Linked DNA regions of Arabidopsis thaliana: region 1 is linked to region 2. A link is a contact called in public capture Hi-C data. All regions are on one chromosome and are shown on one strand. The core of a region is the stretch at or near the end of the contact, and the rest is flanking DNA. Distances in the headings are between cores, read along the strand shown.

Region 1 (5,352 bases), core at 1,681-4,180, 460 kb before region 2:
GTTTCAGATGTGATCCTGACCCCGAAAAAGTTAGATTATCCTCATGTCTTCACCCGATATACCGAGTCTGCATTCAATGGTCAAGGTTGCTTAACAGCTTGAATGAAAAACCAGTTTTGGACAAACTTGAGTTCTTTGCCTCAGGGATGGGTTCAATATATGCAAGGCAAGTTAGGGAAGATCCAAACTGGAGTGGAAGCGGGTCAAGGAGATACTCCGGGTCAGAAAGCATGGAGCTTGTAGTGGCTGATAAGGGAGAAGAAGATGTTGTGATGACTGCTGAGAAACTTGCAGAGGTTGCTGTGAAGGTTCTCTGCCATGGAATGTCTGTTGCAGTTAGTTCACTAGCTGAGTTTTCCATCAACTCGGCCGATGAACACTCGAAGCTTGTTAGCCAACCAGCAGACGATGCGTCGGAGCAGCAGCCCCCGGATGTAAATTTCAATTCCTAGTACTTGTTATTAATTTTGTTTGGTTTTAGAGAGTTTAGAATTAGGTAGGTTTTTGGCATCATCTTTTGCTATCAGAAGATAGTTTCTTAGATGGATGAGATTTGTATTATTTAGTAAGACAAATAGAGTTAGTTCAGTTGATTCTGAGGATGTGTACCAAGAGTCTTCTAATGTTCCTCGGTATTTTATCCGGTGAATCGGTTCCCATGATGTGCCTTAAAAACCAATGAAATTTATATAAAAGCCAAAAGCTCTCCTTCAGAACGAAAAGTCGAAAACCATTATAATGTGACTAAATCTCACATCTGTATCCTCTCCATAACTAAGAGTTCAAGAAGAAAAAAGCGTAGAGATTACTGGTTATGTTTTTATCTTAGTCTCAGAGAGTTCGCCTGAGAGTTACCGGTCCATTTAATAAGAAAAGCTTTAGTTTAGTCATCTTCATCTTCATACTCCAGTTCATCAGAACTACCTCCTCCCATCACTGATACGTAAATGACGACAGCTAGAAACTGAGCAGCTAGAAAGAACCTTGCTCTTTTCTTAAATTTTTTCTCCTCTTCGGTCTTTTCTACCTTTGGTTTGCTCTTTGGCTTCGAACCTGAACAAAAGATGAAATTCACTTCCTTCACAGGCTTAAACATATCCAATGAATGTTGCATATATGACAGATATATAATATGATGAAATATATATGATATGGACGTTGAAGGTTAGATGTGTCTTACTCTTTCTTGGAAATGAGGAAGGGAATGAGTGAAGTGGAGGTGAAGGAGATGAAGAAGAGGCTTCAAGGAACTCTGACTTAAGTTTCTCAGCATATCGCACAAGATTACTATGTTCCAGAAGTTTGCACCGAAGCACTGATGTAACCTGATCATGCACCATTAAGAAAACTACTTCATCTAAATAGTTCTAAGGCTAAATTCAACCTGATAAACCCATAACTGAGAAATATATTGGTGAAATTTAAAGCTGCTCACTGGTAACGCTTGGATTATAAAAAGTATGTGCGAGAGTAAGAAAGCATCCAAACTCGATGGCCTGTGGGAAGAGAATAATATAAACATTGTCAATCTTTTACAAAAAGGCTTAAGGGAAAGAATCCAGTTCCGGAATGTGATTGCAATACCTGTCTTCAAAGAGAAACTTCTGCTCACCTAACCTAGTCGACAAAGCTTCATATGCCTCACTTGCTCTCTTGTATATCTGTTCACATTTAAGACTATGAACTTTAATAACTAGTTCAAATGCTCACAAATATAAACCACAGGTCTTCTAAAGTAACAACAAAACTTAAACAAACCCGACCTGTTTTTCTCTTTGCTCTGCGTTCTCTTTGGTGATTCCTAAACGGTTCTTTGCCAAGTATGTCTGCTTATAAAACAGGACCTTGCTGATCACCCAAGGAAGATCTGAATAGTAGATTTTCGATGTAGATATCCCCTCGGTACCAACCCATATCTCATAGGTAAGCGCTTCTTCTAGCCAAGACACAATAAGAGCCTTCAAAGATAAATAATCCGAAAGAGACTGTAGCTGAGAGTCCAGATTAACAATCCCATCTTTCTTCAGTTTTTCAATTACTCCTCCATCTTCATTGTTATATGCAACATATGTATCACTTTCAAAGTACGGCAGTTCATCTATATTAAAAACAAATGATTAACATTGTCAATACACAAGCTTATAAATATTGAATGCACAAATTTGTAAATCCGTGAACAAAGGATTACGAAGTGTCTAGAGATATTATCAAACATAACATAGAAATTCTGAAGATATTGTTAATATACAAACTCAATAGCTAAATCAAACAACTAATTTCTTCTGAACAAGTATGAAACATCATCATTCTCTTCGAATTAACAATTACGATAACGAGGAATTCAACCAAAGCTATAACAAGAAATTATGATGAACACTTCCTATCCAGAAAAATTCACCAATGCATATATACACCTCAAAATTGAATTACTATTGCCTAAAAACCCTATCTAAACTCTGATTAACCTAAGAGCAGGATCTTAATAGTACGAATTCGAATCCAGAACTCAAAATTATCTTGTCTAGGATTCGAATCTCAATTCAAGCTAATAGAATTAACAATGTTCACTTCCAACAGATACACATCACGCAACCAAAACCTTAATCTAACAACAACCAAAATACGAAGCGAGGAATCAAAACAGAAGCAAACCTGAATCAGGGAAGGTTGAATTGAACGCAAGTTCAAAAGGTAGCTGGGCTAATTTCAGGTATATATAAGCAGGAAGACAATTAGGGCAAGCTGTTGGGAGATCGAAGGAAGGCTTCCTTGCCACCAAAGTATAAACATTCGTCTCTTGATCGCCTTCCATTATAGTGACTCGTATGTGTGAGAGCTCTGGTCAAAAGAAGAAGAAGTACTCAAGTAAGTTCGATCGTCGATAGAGAGAGATGGGGCGAGAAGAGAAGATCCAGTCGAGTCCGGGTCTGGGTTAAGGTTTAGTCGGTCGGGTTTAAAACTAGGGTTTATTAATACGATAACTCATTTTGGGCTTTAAAAGGCCCACAAATTACCCATTAAGACAAAACTACTGGAGGAGGAGACTCGGAGAAAGTGGAATTGTTTTCTCCTTTTTGTTAGTTTGTAAAAACTAAAATTACTGTGTAACAGTGTAAAATACATCATCCACATTTTTTTTCTTCAAGATGACTTTATAAAAATAAACTCAACTTAAATTCAGAAGATATAATCAAAACTGGCGATGTGGGCTTTTGAATTTAATGCTATGAAGTTAGTATTTTGGATTTACCATTTCTTTTTAGAGTTTATGATATATACTTAAGGATTTAGTTTAGAATTTATACTTTGGAATATACTTGCATAAAAAAGTATAACACATTCCCTAATAGTGATATGAATTTTATGTTATATGTTCTTACCTCGTTTTTTTTCATTTTTTCGTGGAAATATATATTCATCCACAATGTGAACAAAATAGAGAAGAAGGGTAATACGCGTGATCATATACAACCAACAAAACTAAACCTTATTCTCACTTCCACTAATTAAGCTGCTTCGAAGGAAACAAACTAAACCACGAGAAAAACATTTTTGAATTTTGACTAACAGCAAGAAAAATTCGTTGAATCCATATGATTCTGTGTACTATATAAACATTACTTTAGCACGAACTTCAAAAAGAGAAGAGAAAAAGAAAGGGGGTTTGTGTTATGGCTCCCATAACTTTTAGAAAATCTTACACTATAGTACCGGCCGAACCAACGTGGAGCGGTAGGTTTCCCTTAGCCGAGTGGGATCAAGTTGGTACAATTACTCACATTCCCACCCTTTACTTTTACGACAAGCCATCTGAATCTTTCCAAGGCAATGTAGTCGAAATCCTAAAAACCTCGTTGAGCCGTGTGCTAGTCCATTTTTACCCTATGGCTGGCCGTCTCAGATGGCTCCCTCGGGGACGGTTCGAGCTCAATTGTAACGCCGAGGGAGTGGAATTCATTGAAGCGGAATCTGAGGGGAAGCTTTCGGATTTCAAAGACTTCTCTCCTACGCCGGAATTCGAGAATCTTATGCCGCAAGTAAACTATAAAAACCCTATCGAAACGATTCCTCTATTTTTAGCTCAGGTAACCAAATTCAAATGCGGTGGAATAAGCCTTAGCGTCAACGTTTCCCACGCGATCGTAGATGGCCAAAGCGCGCTTCACTTAATATCGGAATGGGGAAGACTCGCGCGCGGTGAACCGTTAGAAACCGTTCCATTTCTAGACCGGAAAATCCTCTGGGCTGGTGAACCGCTCCCACCGTTTGTGTCGCCCCCAAAGTTCGACCACAAAGAGTTTGATCAGCCACCGTTTTTGATCGGAGAAACGGACAATGTAGAAGAGAGAAAGAAGAAAACGATTGTGGTGATGCTACCACTGAGCACATCTCAGCTGCAGAAGCTACGAAGTAAAGCCAACGGAAGCAAACACTCTGACCCGGCGAAAGGGTTTACAAGGTACGAGACCGTCACCGGACACGTGTGGAGGTGCGCGTGTAAAGCACGTGGCCACTCTCCGGAGCAACCAACGGCTCTAGGAATCTGTATAGATACTCGTAGTCGGATGGAGCCACCTCTGCCACGCGGCTACTTCGGCAATGCTACTCTTGACGTGGTCGCAGCAAGCACCTCAGGTACGTGTTTTTTCTTTCTTTTCTATTACTATCCATAGAAATTTTGTTTGTTTTGTGAATTTGAATACACTTCTTCAAAATTTAATTTAGTCCTCTAAACAAAAATTATGATTTTGTTCATTACTTTTATATTCCAATTATATATATTATTTATTTATTAATTTTTTTCAATTCAAAAATATTACAAAATATTGTAATTTGTTTATCTTAGAATTCGTGTCAAAAGACCGTCAAAACGACTCTTTTATGAAACTGATGGATTATCATTAATTTCTACTATTGCTGAACAATTAAAATTATCTGAAGAACTTGGATATATGAAACTTTTCTTGGTTGCTTTTCATCCACGTAAATGTAGGTTAGTACGTACTGATTCTACAATGCAAAGTCTGTTTCGATAATTTTGTTATGCATATAGGTGAACTGATATCGAATGAATTGGGTTTCGCGGCGAGTTTAATCAGTAAAGCCATAAAGAATGTAACAAACGAATACGTGATGATTGGGATAGAGTATCTTAAGAACCAAAAAGATCTGAAGAAGTTTCAAGATCTACATGCCTTGGGAAGCACGGAAGGTCCATTCTACGGAAACCCAAATCTTGGAGTGGTGAGCTGGTTAACTTTGCCAATGTACGGCCTTGATTTCGGATGGGGCAAAGAGTTCTACACGGGACCAGGCACGCATGACTTTGACGGCGACTCGCTGATCTTGCCG
Region 2 (5,202 bases), core at 549-3,048:
GAATATTACGGTGAACTAGATGATAATCCAAAATTGTATGAATAGACTTTTTATTTTTTCTATAATTAAAACTGAATTATTGTGGTAGAGAGCGATATGAAATCGCTGTGCGGCTACTTTATATCATAAAATACTTTTTTTTTTGTTGAGAAACATGTTGCTTAATTAGTATATGGTCGGATTCACAACACTTTAATTTTGTAACAAATCTATTTATTTTGCTCTGAAATCATATATATCTCACGTTCTACTTTCTCCGAGTTTCAATTTTAGATGCAAACATAAACCTAACATCATAAAGACTGTACAACAACCCAAGAATTGAAGATTAGAGACGACACCTACATAAAAATCGCAAAAGTATGTTCAATGTGATAACAAGTAAAACTTTTATCTATAGAGATTATTGTAAAGAACCAAGCTTAGATCATTGCAAGATGCAAGACTCATTTTTAACGTAAGTATTATTCATCAAACTCTTAGAACGAGATTGATATATAGCATCATGCACATTAACTATATTATATAACGATCTAAAATCATAATAATCAATATGACCGCATTATTGGAGATATATAGATCAATCTCATCCACGGGTTGCTCTAAACCATCCCATGAACGGAGCAAAACCCTTCTTTAATTTTGTCTTCTTGACCGAACAATCTCTCTCAAAATCCTTCTCTTTCTTGTTTCTCTCCTCTTCGTCCCCGACACTTGACATCACACGTGTCAGCAAAGGCGAGCTCGCGAATGTCACTAGTCTCCTCTTTTCCAACTCCTCCGTCGTCACAACCTCTTCTTCAAAATCATTAGACGTCATCGTTTGATGCTGTTCCACGAACTTGAGTTCCTCAATCTCCGGATTGTCTAGGCGACTCGACCTCGTCCTGCTGAGCCGTTGTATCTCCTTCTTACCAAGTTCGAGTTCTTGTGTTAGAGTTTTGATTCTGTTGGAGAGGCTGGTGTTTAGTTGTAGTGTTCTTGTCAGTGTTTGTTTTGTCTGCTCAAGCTCGAGTGTTAGAGATGGTAGTCTTGATAGAGAACTCGGAGTTGAATTTGTTTCCTTTGTCCGTATCTGAAACCGTCAAAGACATGTGATGTAAAAAGTAAAAACTATACGAGCCGGAACGTATCAATTTATTCATATATACAATGCCCATTCAAAACTATAAATGTATGTGTACATATTTTTTTTTTTTCATTTGGTTGTGTTGTATATCTAGTCAATAGAAAATGGTTACAAATATATCTGACATATTAATTAGTTTATATATACAGTATATATTATGTATATATAAAATATTATTTCAAAATAGTAATCTTTGTGATGATATTGAAGTATTGAACATTGTTTATTTTCGTTGTGATAATATAGAACATTGTTACCTCTCTAAGCCTAGTTGCATAGATCTCTCCGGCTAAAACTTTCTCTCCGAACATGGCCACCGCTTCTTTCACCGACCCAAACGCTGCTTTTGTCTCTATCTCCGCTCGACCACTTCTCCAAACGTTTCCTCTCTCCATTACTATCTGCTTAATTAATTATGCGTATACCTTCCATCAATATTACATCACACAAGAATTAGTGTTACTTTTTGTGTCTTATACAGTAATTTGGAGGGTGTTAGATTCTTGGCGTTCACTACACTTGAATTTGGTTAATAAAAATTATAATGATGGCTTTTGCTCCTGTCTAATTAATATTCGTTAGCTAAATGTGACCATCTTGATAACAACACCTCTCCTAAAATAAAATAAAATGCACACAGGCCTCTTGAAATTATATTGGGCCGAAAATTTTGGCCCATTAAGGAAACAATAAAACTGGGCGGTACAAGTCGGCGATCTCGCCCGTGAATCCTCTCGGAGTTCACAGAACTCACTATTCAAAGAGAGTCGTCACAGAGAAACAAAAATGAGAGGGAAAATTGCTTAGAGAAGCATCATCTTCCATAGTCTTCCTCCTCTAATTCGTTAGTCTTTGTTCAAACGATTCTGGGAAACTCTCCAGAATTGTCTCTAGTTTAGTAGCTTTTGTAAAAAACCTTCGCTAAAATTCCACTTGTTTTGACCTAGTCTGGCACTTGTACGGTGCGTTTAGAGATCGTCGCGTCGGTGATCGGCGAAAGAGCTCCGCCGTGTAAATTATTTCGCTCAGCTCTTTGTTCACCATGAGTCCAATTCAGAATTTCGAGCAACACTCCCGTCGTCTCGTGGATCTTGACCTACGTAATTTCTCTATTGATTTCACTCTCTATATAACTCAAATCAGCTTCCTTTGATTTTGAATTTTGAGAGAATTTTCATGATTCTCGTATGAATTATAGTCTGACTTCGACTCAGTTCTTGTTTTAGTTTTAACTGTGAAATCAAAAATTCTTTTGTTTTTTTTGTTAATTTATCTGTTTTGAAATTGTTTTGTGTAGCTATTCCAACAAGGCTTGAGATGGTGGTGGAGGTCAGGGACAGTCTAGAGATAGCACATACGGCAGAGTACTTGAATTTCTTAAAATGCTACTTCCCAGCATTCTCAGTTATTCTTCTACAGATTACTAAACCGCAATTTATCGATAATCCGGAGCACAAACTGCGGAACATTGTGGTTGAGATCCTCAATCGTCTTCCACACAGTGAGGTTCTTCGTCCCTTTGTTCAGGACCTCTTGAAGGTTGCAATGCAGGTGCTCACCGCAGATAATGAAGAAAACGGTTTGATTTGCATTCGGATAATCTTTGACCTTCTTAGGAATTTTAGGCCCACGCTAGAAAACGAGGTTCAACCGTTTTTAGACTTTGTCTGCAAAATCTATTCGATTTTCAGATTCACTGTCAGCCATTTTTTCGATAATGTTAAAATGGAAGAAGTGAAGCCTATGGAGATGCCTACGTCTTCTGATCAGTCCCTTACCCCTACCCCACCTATCGGGAATGTGCAGCTTAATCCGAGTACTCGGTCATTCAAGATAATCACAGAGAGCCCCCTTGTTGTTATGTTCCTTTTCCAGCTGTATAGCCGACTCGTTCAGACCAACATTCCTCATTTACTTCCACTGATGGTTGCTGCTATATCTGTCCCTGGACCTGAGAATGTCCCTTCACATTTGAAGCCTCAGTTCATAGAGTTAAAAGGTGCACAGGTTAAGGTGAGACAATGTTTCTTCGTAAGGAAGGGAACCAAAGCTTTCTACATTGTTGGAAATATTATTATATCAAGGCCTACACCGACTCATTGTTTGATCTGAATTATATTGTTTGTAACTGGGAGATGACATGATATATTGACTTTTGTTTTCGGATCATTTGCAGACGGTTTCTTTTTTGACTTATTTGCTAAAAAGTTGCGCCGAATATATCCGTCCGCATGAAGAAAGCATATGCAAAAGCATTGTAAATTTGCTTGTGACGTGTTCAGATTCTGCTTCTATCAGAAAGGTGGAAAACCTTATGGTCCTTTTCGTCAGTATGTTTTCTCTGGTGACACAGTTAAGGGAGTGCAGCTAAAGATTTACTTTTCATTACATAAAATGCAGGAACTCTTAGTCTCATTAAAGCATGTGCTTGGGACGGATTTCAAGAGAGGCTTATTTCCTCTGATTGACACTCTTTTAGATGAGAGGTATGAGGCTTAAGGCATCTGAAATTCGAAAATTTCGAAAATTTTCATATTTCTAAAGGAGATGTTTGGTTAAATCAAGCACAGCTTTTGTCCGCATATAGTTTATCTAGTTGAAGTATCTATAAACAAGTATTGACTTTTTTCAGGTATTCTTCTTTGTCTTCTGTGTTAGGGTTCTAGTTGGAACTGGGCGAGCATGTTTTGAGTCTTTGAGGCCTTTGGCTTACAGCCTACTCGCGGAGATTGTTCACCATGTTCGCGGAGATCTTTCTCTCGCACAGGTTTTTACTGATGCAGAACTTTAAACAGTATTAAACGTTGATTGTGATAGCCTGGATTCATTATAAGTGAAAATACTTCATTACAATACGCAATTGCACTGTGTGTGGAAAATTTTAGGAATGTAACATATTGATCAATTTTCTTTGCATCATTAGGCTTTCCTTTTTGACGTCATTTTTTTTTCCCCTTATTTTTTGTCGAGCTTAATGAGTGCATTTCCTTTACATTCCTCTGATTAACTATAAACAACGTCACAGTTATCACGGATTATCTACCTATTTTCAAGAAACATGCACGACTCTACCCTCTCTCTTAGCATTCATACAACATGTGCCCGACTGATGCTGAATCTGGTAATTCTATATTCTCTACCGTGCTTGTCTTGTTTAATTCGATAAACTGCTTTAAACAGGGATATAGTTTATTTATTTTTTCTGAATTAAGCTTCAATCAAAACTTGTGTTTGATACAGGTAGAACCAATATTTGAGAAAGGTGTTGATCAGCAGTCAATGGATGAAGCACGGATTTTACTGGTAGAAATTCACTGGAGAGTTCATTTTAGAATTGATTGGCTTCTCTGTCCATTAACTTACCTCATGTTGCACCTGTAAATAGGGACGTATCCTGGATGCCTTTGTGGGGAAATTCAGTACTTTCAAGCGTACTATTCCTCAGGTAATGCTGGTTGCTGTTCAAAATCGGATGTTGTGATCAAGAGTTCAATTTTTTTTGGCTTTGTTTTCTTCTATTACTGATGATTTACTGTTTGTTAAGTTTCAAAACCAAGTTATGCTGCTATTAATTTGGTCTCTTTCCTTCTAGTGTTTGAGATTGGGAAAGATGTGTATTTATTATTGAGGTGATCACTTGATCTTCAGGGGCAGTTTGCAAGATGCATTTGCTTTCTTGCTATAACTTTCAGTTTTCAGATGGTCTTTGAGAATAGCTGCAAAAAGTATTCTTGCTTGATATGTCATTTCTTTATTTTTATGTTACCTTTAAATTATGTGCTAAGAGGTTAATAAAAAGGCATCTTGAGCCTTCAGCTAATTCATTTCTCAACTCCATTATATTTTTGATGTTTTACCTATTCTTGCTTTGCGATTCGTAGCTTTTGGAGGAGGGTGAGGTGGGAAAGGATCGGGTCACTTTGAGGTCGAAGCTTGAACTTCCTGTCCAGGTAATTTGTGTCGCTCATCAGTGATTACTTTTTTTTCTTTCTTTCTCTGTTTTAGTGAGTAATACGAATTATCAGTAATACGAATTATCAGCCAATGTGTGATCGTCTTGCACATGTTTATAT

Evidence for each region. Capture Hi-C pulls out chosen DNA fragments and counts their contacts.
Region 1: a contact with region 2 is called in a capture Hi-C map of seedling, with 2.4 times the contacts expected there. The contact joins the promoter of AT2G19080 here to the promoter of AT2G17930 in region 2.

The regions. Positions count from the first base shown.
Region 1 is chr2:8,260,278-8,265,629 of TAIR10.1, reverse strand. AT2G19080 (metaxin-like protein) reads right to left here and starts at 2,930. Exons shown (of 6, transcript NM_127465.4): 1 at 2,653-2,930; 2 at 1,764-2,098; 3 at 1,585-1,661; 4 at 1,436-1,496; 5 at 1,181-1,325; 6 at 492-1,053. The coding sequence starts at 2,812. The coding sequence ends at 884. It overlaps SHT (spermidine hydroxycinnamoyl transferase), which reads left to right and starts at 3,645. Exons shown (of 2, transcript NM_127464.2): 1 at 3,645-4,635; 2 at 5,054-5,352. The coding sequence starts at 3,672. AT2G19060 (SGNH hydrolase-type esterase superfamily protein) reads right to left here. Exons shown (of 5, transcript NM_127463.3): 5 at 5,085-5,352. It overlaps AT2G19090 (DUF630 family protein (DUF630 and DUF632)), which reads left to right. Exons shown (of 4, transcript NM_127466.3): 4 at 1-656. The coding sequence ends at 452.
Region 2 is chr2:7,799,200-7,804,401 of TAIR10.1, reverse strand. AT2G17930 (Phosphatidylinositol 3- and 4-kinase family protein with FAT domain-containing protein) reads left to right here and starts at 1,798. Exons shown (of 35, transcript NM_127347.6): 1 at 1,798-2,229; 2 at 2,427-3,142; 3 at 3,306-3,431; 4 at 3,530-3,615; 5 at 3,788-3,896; 6 at 4,155-4,250; 7 at 4,370-4,432; 8 at 4,515-4,574; 9 at 5,011-5,079. The coding sequence starts at 2,172. AT2G17940 (WEB family protein (DUF827)) reads right to left here and starts at 1,577. Exons shown (of 2, transcript NM_127348.2): 1 at 1,387-1,577; 2 at 443-1,075. The coding sequence starts at 1,524. The coding sequence ends at 587.